Linked DNA regions of Mus musculus: region 2 is linked to region 1. A link is a contact called in public Hi-C data. All regions are on one chromosome and are shown on one strand. The core of a region is the stretch at or near the end of the contact, and the rest is flanking DNA. Distances in the headings are between cores, read along the strand shown.

Region 1 (4,264 bases), core at 1,178-3,677:
TGTATTTTAGAAAAAAGTGTCTTAAAAACATGATGAGACAGCAATTAAATTGGTTATTGCACAATATTGATATTTGGTCTATTGCATAGTAAACATTTTAGGTAAAATTGGTGATCATTATCCAAAAGATAAGTTGCTAAAAATTGCTTTCATATATTCTTTTGCAGGCATGCATCCCATAAAGAATACATCTACTGTATTTGAAAACAGCACTTCTATGGGAGAAAAGTATATGTGATTGGATCACATATTTATTTTATTCTTTTGAGTTTCCTCTTGCTTCAGCACAGATAATTAAATGGTGTGCTGTAGCCAGTGTTGAAATGTTGAAAAATCAAGCTTTAATTTGTATACTGATAGCCAATATATAGATATATCTACATCTCTATAAATCTCCATATATCTCCACATATCGCTAACCCCCCTCTAGCTCAGGGCTTATAATTGCTTGAAATTGTTCCTTTTTTAGATACTGCTAATTCTCAAATTTGCAATTGTTTATGCATATACAACTCAAGTTAAGGGAAAATGCTGTTCCTTTAAAGGACTGTCTTCAGACATTTAAGAACTCATCCTAGGTTGCCTGGACAAGACTCCTTAAGACAATGCCACGCCAGATTTATATCCCAGGCAGATTATAGGCCTTACACAAGAACAACTGGCCATATAATCTCATTCTTTACATAAAAAAATGTAATGGTTTGAGATAAAAATTTGGTATTTTTAGAGAATATGCATGTCAAATTGTAAAGACTTGTTCTCAATATCCTCAGTTTCTACCTGTTCCACATAACGGCATTAATTCTCAAGGACTTAATCAGTTATTACAAATGGATACTAATATTTATGATTTTAGAAAAAAAATATGCACATGTGATTATTGATACCTTTTCAGGCTTTCTAGTTGTAACTGCTCTAACAAGAGAAGCAACTAAAAGTGTAATTAGTCATTGTCTATGTTAATTTATTTTTAGGCTTGGAGTTCCAAATAAGATTAAAACAGGTAATGGAACTGGCTATTATAGTGAGGCATTTGAGATATTTTGTGAACAATTTAATGTTACCTATGTTACTGGTTTTTTTAAATAATTCTCAACGCTAAGGTATTGTGGAACTTTAAAACAATATTTTCTTTAAAAAAAGGGGGGGGGTGGGAATTGTATTGCATTATTTAAATCATGAATTGTATTTTTCAAATTTTCAAATTTGGATGCTAAGGAACTCCTTGCTGAGTGCCTATAGCGTTATACAAATAGGCATACTCATGCCTAGGTGAGATGAAAGGATTCACTTATTGGCATATGGCATGATCCTGATCAGGTATTTAATATGGGGAAGATGGCATGTTTGTGATTTTTCCCACAGAATGCTGCAGGAGCTTGCTAACTGCCAGAGTGATTGGTGTAATATACTGACACAAAAGGATAATGCTGACCTGTGAGCTTGCTGAGTGCCCTGACAATGTGTCAGGAAAGCTGTGTTGACTCACCTTTGTTTGCCTATGTCTCAGATTAGACAAACTAAGGTGCCTTGCTTCAAGCTTTTATACCTTGTGGGAGAGAGAACATAGACTGTGGAAACTGATTTAGAAAAATTAATCAAGAGGAGGATTTTTAATGACTCTTCTCTTTCCTTAAATATGATCAGTTATTCTGACACAATCATGGACTGGCCTAGAAATAAATCCAATATTGGAGATTCCAAATATGATGATGACTTAAAATCTTTATTAGCCAGCAGAGTTAACTTGGAACAGCCTCCAATATTTAGATGGGAAGTAACAGTTTTTCTGTTGATTTTTCAAAGCCACCTACCAAATGTTGGGAGGCCAGACATGGTTCTGACCATTGCTAATTTGCAACTGAATTGAGTGCCTGGAATATTCCCACAGACAACTTTAATCTTGTTGCTTTCAACTCCTGACTTTGTATTTCAAGCAGATCAGTTACCTCCATGCAGGCTCACCTTCAGTAAAGCTCAGATGACAGTTAATCATCACTATGAAGAGATTCATTGAGTGCATATTGTAGCTTTGGTCTGAATGGGGTAAAGGTGTGCAATGAGGGGCAATAGACAAAGACAGACCACTGGTCTATAGCTCTTTTTTCAGTCTAAGACAGAGGCATGTGCCAAGAGACTGCATTTGTTAATAATAAATGCTAAAAGGGCATATTTGTTCAAATAAATACAAACAAGCTGTATGTGTTCTCCAGGATGCATCAGAAAAGAGTCCAATAGATGTAGTTCGAAGACAGGTGCAGCCTCCAGCCACCATAATTGCCAGGCAGGACCATGGAGCATAAGTAAATTTTATGCCCCAGTCCAGCTAATTTTTAATAAATAAATAAAAAGGGTAGAACTGTACCCTCCCCCCAGCTTTGAGCAGGCTAACTCAGACCTGTTTTGCCGCAGTTGCTAGCCCACCTGGGGTGGAGTCTTCTGACCTAGGTAAAGCCTTTTGTCTGCCACATCTTCAGTTTCCTTTGAGAAGCTACCTGCTGAGCAGCTGAACTTTATTTCCAGATCCTGACAAAGTGACCAGGAGATCCTGGCATGGTGGGGATGGGTTCCTCCCCTTTATAAGCTCAGACTCATAAGTGAACATTGGGCCTTGATCAGCGAACTTTGTCTTGGAGCATTATATCTCTCGCCACCTTTCCCATTCAACCCCATCTTTCCTTTCAGGAACCCAGTAACCCGTGGCCACTGGTGGCTACAGTGGAGCATAGGTCCTTGTTAAATCTTGGAGCATATTCTGGGTATATACCTAGGAGCTGTATAGCCATAATATGTTCAATTTTCTAGAGAATCACCAGACTGATTTCCAGAATGTTTGAACAAACTTTTAACCCCACCAGGAATGGCGGAGTGTTTCTCTTTCTTCACATCCTTGCCAGCATTTACTGTCACCTCAGTTTTTGATGTAAGCCATTCAAACCGGTATAAGGTGGACACTCATGGTTGTTTTGAATTGCTTTTCCCTGAAGACTAAAGATGTTGAACATTTCATTAGGTGCTTCTGGGACATTCAAGATTTATCAGTTGAGAATATTTTGTTTAGCTCTGTTCCCCGTTCTTTACTAGGGTTATTTGTTACTCTGGAGTGTAACTTCTTGAGTCCTTTGTATATATTGCATATTAGCCCTCTATTGGATGTAGGCTTGTCAAAGATCTTTCCCCAATCTTTTGGTTGCAATCTTGCCCTATGGACAGTGTCCTTTACCTTATAGAAACGTTGAAATTTTGTGAGGTCACATTTTTCAATACTTGATGTTAGAGCATAGGCTATTGGTGTTCTGTCCAGAAGATTTTTCCCCTGTCCATGTATTCAAGGCTTTTCATCAGTTTCTCTTCTATTAGATTCAGTATATCTGGTTTTATGTTGAGGTACTTGATAAACTTAGACTTGAGCTTTGTACAAGGAAATGAGACTGGATCAATTTGCATTCTTCTACATGCTAATCTCATACTAGTCAGAATAGCTAAGATCAAAAAATCAGGTGACAGCAGATGCTGGTGAGGATGTGAAGAAAGAGGAACACTCCTCCATTGCTGGTGGGATTGCAAGCTGAGGCAAACACTCTGGAAATCAGTTTGGTGGTTCCTCAGAAAAGTGGACATAATAGTATCTGAGGACTCAGCAATACCACTCCTGGACATATACCCAGAAGATACCTGTGATGGTTTGTATGTTCTTGGACCAGGGAATGGCACCATTTGGAGGTGTGGCCTTGTTGGAATAGGTGGGACCTGGTTGGAGTAGGTGGGTCACTGTGGGTATGGGTTTAAGACTCTCACCCCAGTTGCCTGGAAGTCAGTCTTCCACTAGCTGACTTTTGATCAAGACATAGAACTCTCAGCTCTGCCTGTGCCATGACAGCATGGATGCTGCCATGTTCCCACCTTGATGATAATGGACTGAACCTCTGAACCTGTAAGCTAACCCCAATTAAATGTTATGTTTTATAAGACTTGCCTTGGTTATGGTGTCTGTTCACAGCAGTGAATCCCTAACTAAGACAATGCTCCAACATGTAATAAGGACACATGCTCCACTATGTTCATAACAGCCTTATTTATAATAGCCAGAAGCTAGAAAAAACCCAAAAGTCCCTCAACAGAGGAATGGATACAGAAAATGTGATACATTTACACAGCTATTAAAAACAATGAATTTATGAAAATCTTAGGCAAATGGTTGGAACTTAAAATTATCATCCTGAGTGAGGTAACCCAATCACAAAAGAACGCACATGGTACGCAC
Region 2 (4,264 bases), core at 897-3,396, 130 kb after region 1:
GATCCGTCCATTTGTCTAAGAATTTCATAAATTAATTGTTTTAGTAGTATTAATTGTTTGAGTAGTATTCCATTGTGTTAATGTACTACATTTTGTGTATCCATTCTTCTCTTGAGGGACATCTGGGTTCTTTCCAGCTTCTGGCTATTATAAATCAGGCTGCTATGACCATATTGGACAATGTGTCCTTATTACAAGTTGGAATATCTTCTGGATATATGCCCAGGAGAAGTATTGCTGTATCTTCCAGTATATCTAATTTACTGAGGAATAGCCAAAATGATTTCCAGAATGGTTGTATCAGCTTGCGATCCCACCAGCAATGGAGGAGTGTTCCTCTTTCTCTGCATCCTCACCAACATCTGCTGTCACTTGAATTTTTGATCTTAGCCATTCTGACTGGTGTGAGGTGGAATCTCAGGGTTATTTTGATTTGCATTTCCCTGATGATTAAGGATGTTGAACATGTTTTCAGGTGCTTCTCAGCCGTTAGGTATTCCTCAGTTGAGAATTCTTTGTTTAGCTCTATACCCCATTTTTAAATCGGGTTATTTGATTTTCTGGAGTCCAGCTTCTAGAGTTATTTGTATAAGTTAGATATTAATCCCCTATCAGATTTAGGATTGGTAAAGATCCTTTCCCAATCTTTTAGTGGCCTTTTTGTCTTATTGACATGTCTTTTGCCTTACAGAAGCTTTGCACTCTTATGAGGTTCCATTTGTTGATTCTTGATCTTACATCACAAGCCATTGCTGTTCTATTTAGGAATTTTTCTGTTGTGAAGCATATATTTGAGTCTTTTCCCCACTTTCTCCTTTGTAAGTTTCAGTCTCTCAGGTTTTATGTGGAGTTCCTTGATCCACTTAGACTTGAACTTTGTACAAGGAGATAAGAATGGATCTATTTGCATTCTTCTACATGATAACTACCAGTTGTTCCTGCGCCATTTGTTGAAAATGCTGTCTTTTTTCCACTGGATGGTTTTAGCTACTTTGTCAAAGATCAACTCACCATAAGTGTGTGGGTTCATTTCTGGGTCTTCAATTCTATTCCATTGATCTACCTGTCTGTCTATGTACAATTATCATGCAGTTTTTAACCACAATAGCTGTGTAGTGCAGCTTAAGATCAGGCTTGGTGATTAGACCAGAGGTTCTTTTATTGTTGAGAATAGACCTTTTTGCATTTTGCTTTTCTTTTTTTGTTTTTGATTGTTGTGTTCATGTTTTTTTATGGAATCTTCTGCACCTGAGTTTTTTTTTTTTTTTTTTTTCCTCTCTTCCATCTCTTGTATTCTGATGTTTGCATCTATGGTTCCTGATTTCTTTCCTCAGATTTCTCTCTCCAGAGTTGTCTCCCTTTGCATTTTCGTTATTGTTTCTACTTCCATTTTTGATTTTGGATGGTTTTGTTCAATTCCATCACCTGTTTATTGTGGTTTTGGTTTTTTTTTTCTGTAATTCTTTAAGGGGTTTTTGTGTTTCCTCTTTAAGAACTTCTACCTGTTTAGGAGTGTTTTCCTGTAACTATTTAAGGTTTTTTTTGGTTTTTTTTTTTTTTTTGGTTTTGTTTTGTTTTTTTGTGCTTCCTCTTTAAGAACTTCTACCTGTTTAGCAGTGTTCTTTTGTATTTCTTTAAGTGAGTTATTAATGCCCTTTTTAAAATCCTCTACAAGAATCATTAGATATGATTTTAGATCGGAATCTTGCTTTTCGGGTATGTTGGGTGCCATGAACTGGGCTTCGTCGCCCCCCTCAATTCCTGGGAATCAGAGTCTCAGACAGATGAGAATAGAGTCGGCAAGTATTGACAGACAGCTGCAGACAGGAAAGAGTGTGTTGAATCTGAATGTATTGTCCAAATGAAAATTCGACTTTTTTATACAGAAAGCCAGGTGGACACATCCACCAAGTTTATGTGACATAAAACAAAAGAAATGAATACATCAAAAGATGGTGGGGAACAGGCCAAGTTTACCACTTAAAATGGAGCCAGGTGAGTGTTCTAATGTAATGCTAGCCTATTGTTAAACCCACCACCAGGGGTTCTTCAGTAAATACCTGATTATGCTATTCCTTTGTGCCTAGTGAAGAAACCTGCCCCAGGGTAATTCCCTTCCACCAACTCTTTCATGGTTCACCACCTACTAGCTAGGCTATTTTGTATTCCCTTATTTGGGTGAGACTCGGCTATTGTCCCAAGTAATCACTATGCAGACTAGCCCTGAGCATTTTTAGCTCTATTCTTTGTAATGCCTAATTAGTTTCACTGTGTCTACTAGAAGTGAATTCGAATTCTAATTCTTACTGAATTAGAAGCTCACTGTGGGCTTCAAGAATTTTCTAAGATATTGGAATACTCACTGGTGCAGGCTTACCTATGTCAAAAGAATCAGTCCTTAAAGGCACTTATAATACAAGAAAGCACACAGATCCATACGTCAGACTAATGCGGGGACAGGGTTTGAGTATATGGGCTATGAGAATGCCAAGGTTCCAGGAGGCATAGTTTCCTTTAAACTCTTTGCCTTGTGAGTGCTTCCAAGCCTCTTGGCCTATCAAGCAGACTTCACTGGAGGGGGCATAGCAGTTGGGGTATCCACAACTCGATGTGGTGTGAGTACTGGGTTCTGATGATGCCAGGTGGTCTTGGTTTCTGTTAATAAGATACTTAGTTTGCCTTTCCCCATCTGGTAATCTCTGTTATTAGATGTTCTAGCTGTCTCTGTCTGGAACTTGTTCCTCCTGTGATTCTTTAGCCTCTGTCAGCACTCCTGGGAGTCCAACTCTCTCCTGAGTCTCAGTGGTCAGAGCACTTTCCTCTTGCTGGGAAGGTGCACAAAGGTCTAGAGCTCAGCTTTGCCTCCTTGCTGAAGATGAAGTCCCGCACTCTCCTTTGTAGACTGGTCTCTGAGAGACCCAGGATACAAAATCTTGTAACTCTTTTATTTACCTGATGGCTAAGGATTTTGAACATTTTAAAAAATTAGTATGTATTGGATATTATTATTTCTTCTTTTAAATGAATTTAAAATTATACTTTTATTACTTTTTTGTTTATGAATGTATGCATCCAATTGTGTGCAAGTGGCCACATAGGTATGCATGTTATGGTGTGTTTGTGAAGGTAGGAGGACACTCTGTAGAATTAGTTTTCTTCTCCTTTGTGTGGGTTCTGAGGGTTGAACTCAGGTTGCACAGTTTGAGTGACCAGTACCTTTATCACTGAGTTGTCTCTCTGGTGTACTGTGGCTTCCATTGTGCATATTCAGTTCATTGTCCTACTTAAGGATGGATGCTTGTGTAGTGTTTAATTTTGTGGCTATTTGCTTACATATACAATTCCTCTTTGTTTGTTTGTTTCTCTCTTTCTCTTTCTCTTTCTCTTTCTCTTTCTCTTTCTCTTTCTCTTTCTCTTTCTCTTTCTCTTTCTCTTTCTCTTTTTCTCTTTTTCTATTCCTTCCTTCCTTCCTTCCTTCCTTCCTTCCTTCCTTCCTTCCTTCCTTCCTTCCTTCCTCCCTTCCTTCCTTCCTCCCTTTTCTCTCTCTTTTTACTTTTTTCTTTCTGTCTGTCTGTCTGTCTGTCTGTCTTTCATTTTTTGTTTGTTTACTTTTGACAAGGTTTCTCTGTTTATCCCTCAGCTGTCTGAACTATTCTGGCCTTGGACTAAGAGATTCACTTGTCTCTGTCTTAGTGATTAGGATAAATAGGTGTGTTACAAATGCCCAGTCAATTTCCTTTTTCTTTTTACATTAATTTAAATTACTGTATCACCCCATTTTATTCCATTTAAGTTAAATTAAACAGATATAGTTTCTATTATAATATGTACATGTAATATGCTATACTTTGATGGTTTTATGCATGTCCAATAATATTTACCTGGTTTTCTTCTCTTGTCCCTCTTCCCTATTTTGTACTTCGATGTCTTTGATGTTTGTGTGAGTGAGTGTGTGTGTTTCTGTGTGTGTAGGTGTGTGTTTATCTGTCCCACTGATGGAAAACTGAAAACGATGTTTCTTTCCCCTATTTCCCTACCAACCATCAACACTATACACATCTCTGGGAGGGACTAGGGTTTCAATATCCATGATCCTCTTTTTTTTTTTTTTTTAATGACTAGGAAGTCATATATATATATAGTGTGTGTGTGTGCAAATAATATGTGAATTAATAAGTCTAATTAGCTAATTTGAGCCTGGAAGTAAGCATTCCATACCACGTCTTAGAGACCCTTCTCATAGGTTTTGTGTTGTTTTTGAATG

The links. Hi-C and Micro-C count contacts between places; a contact is called where the count stands out from the background.
Region 2: a contact with region 1 is called in a Hi-C map of differentiating embryonic stem cells, with 1.8 times the contacts expected there. The contact joins two enhancer-like sites. A contact is called at or near these places in 2 of 484 Hi-C or Micro-C datasets (differentiating embryonic stem cells and embryonic stem cells) and 1 of 115 datasets of contacts at active chromatin or transcription factors (embryonic stem cells).

Annotation. Positions count from the first base shown.
Region 1 is chr3:64,184,839-64,189,102 of GRCm38.p6, forward strand. It overlaps a transcript of Vmn2r1 not described here. Among named protein-coding and RNA genes, the nearest start is that of Gm34462, 44 kb to the right of the region's middle. Within about 2 kb of position 2,428, at least 7 of the 459 cell types and tissues checked have an H3K27ac peak or open chromatin away from gene starts, as enhancers often do. A contact at or near this core is called in differentiating embryonic stem cells, where this site is marked.
Region 2 is chr3:64,319,910-64,324,173 of GRCm38.p6, forward strand. No RefSeq gene overlaps it. Among named protein-coding and RNA genes, the nearest start is that of Gm23897, 3.5 kb to the left of the region's middle. Within about 2 kb of position 2,147, at least 9 of the 459 cell types and tissues checked have an H3K27ac peak or open chromatin away from gene starts, as enhancers often do. A contact at or near this core is called in differentiating embryonic stem cells, where this site is marked.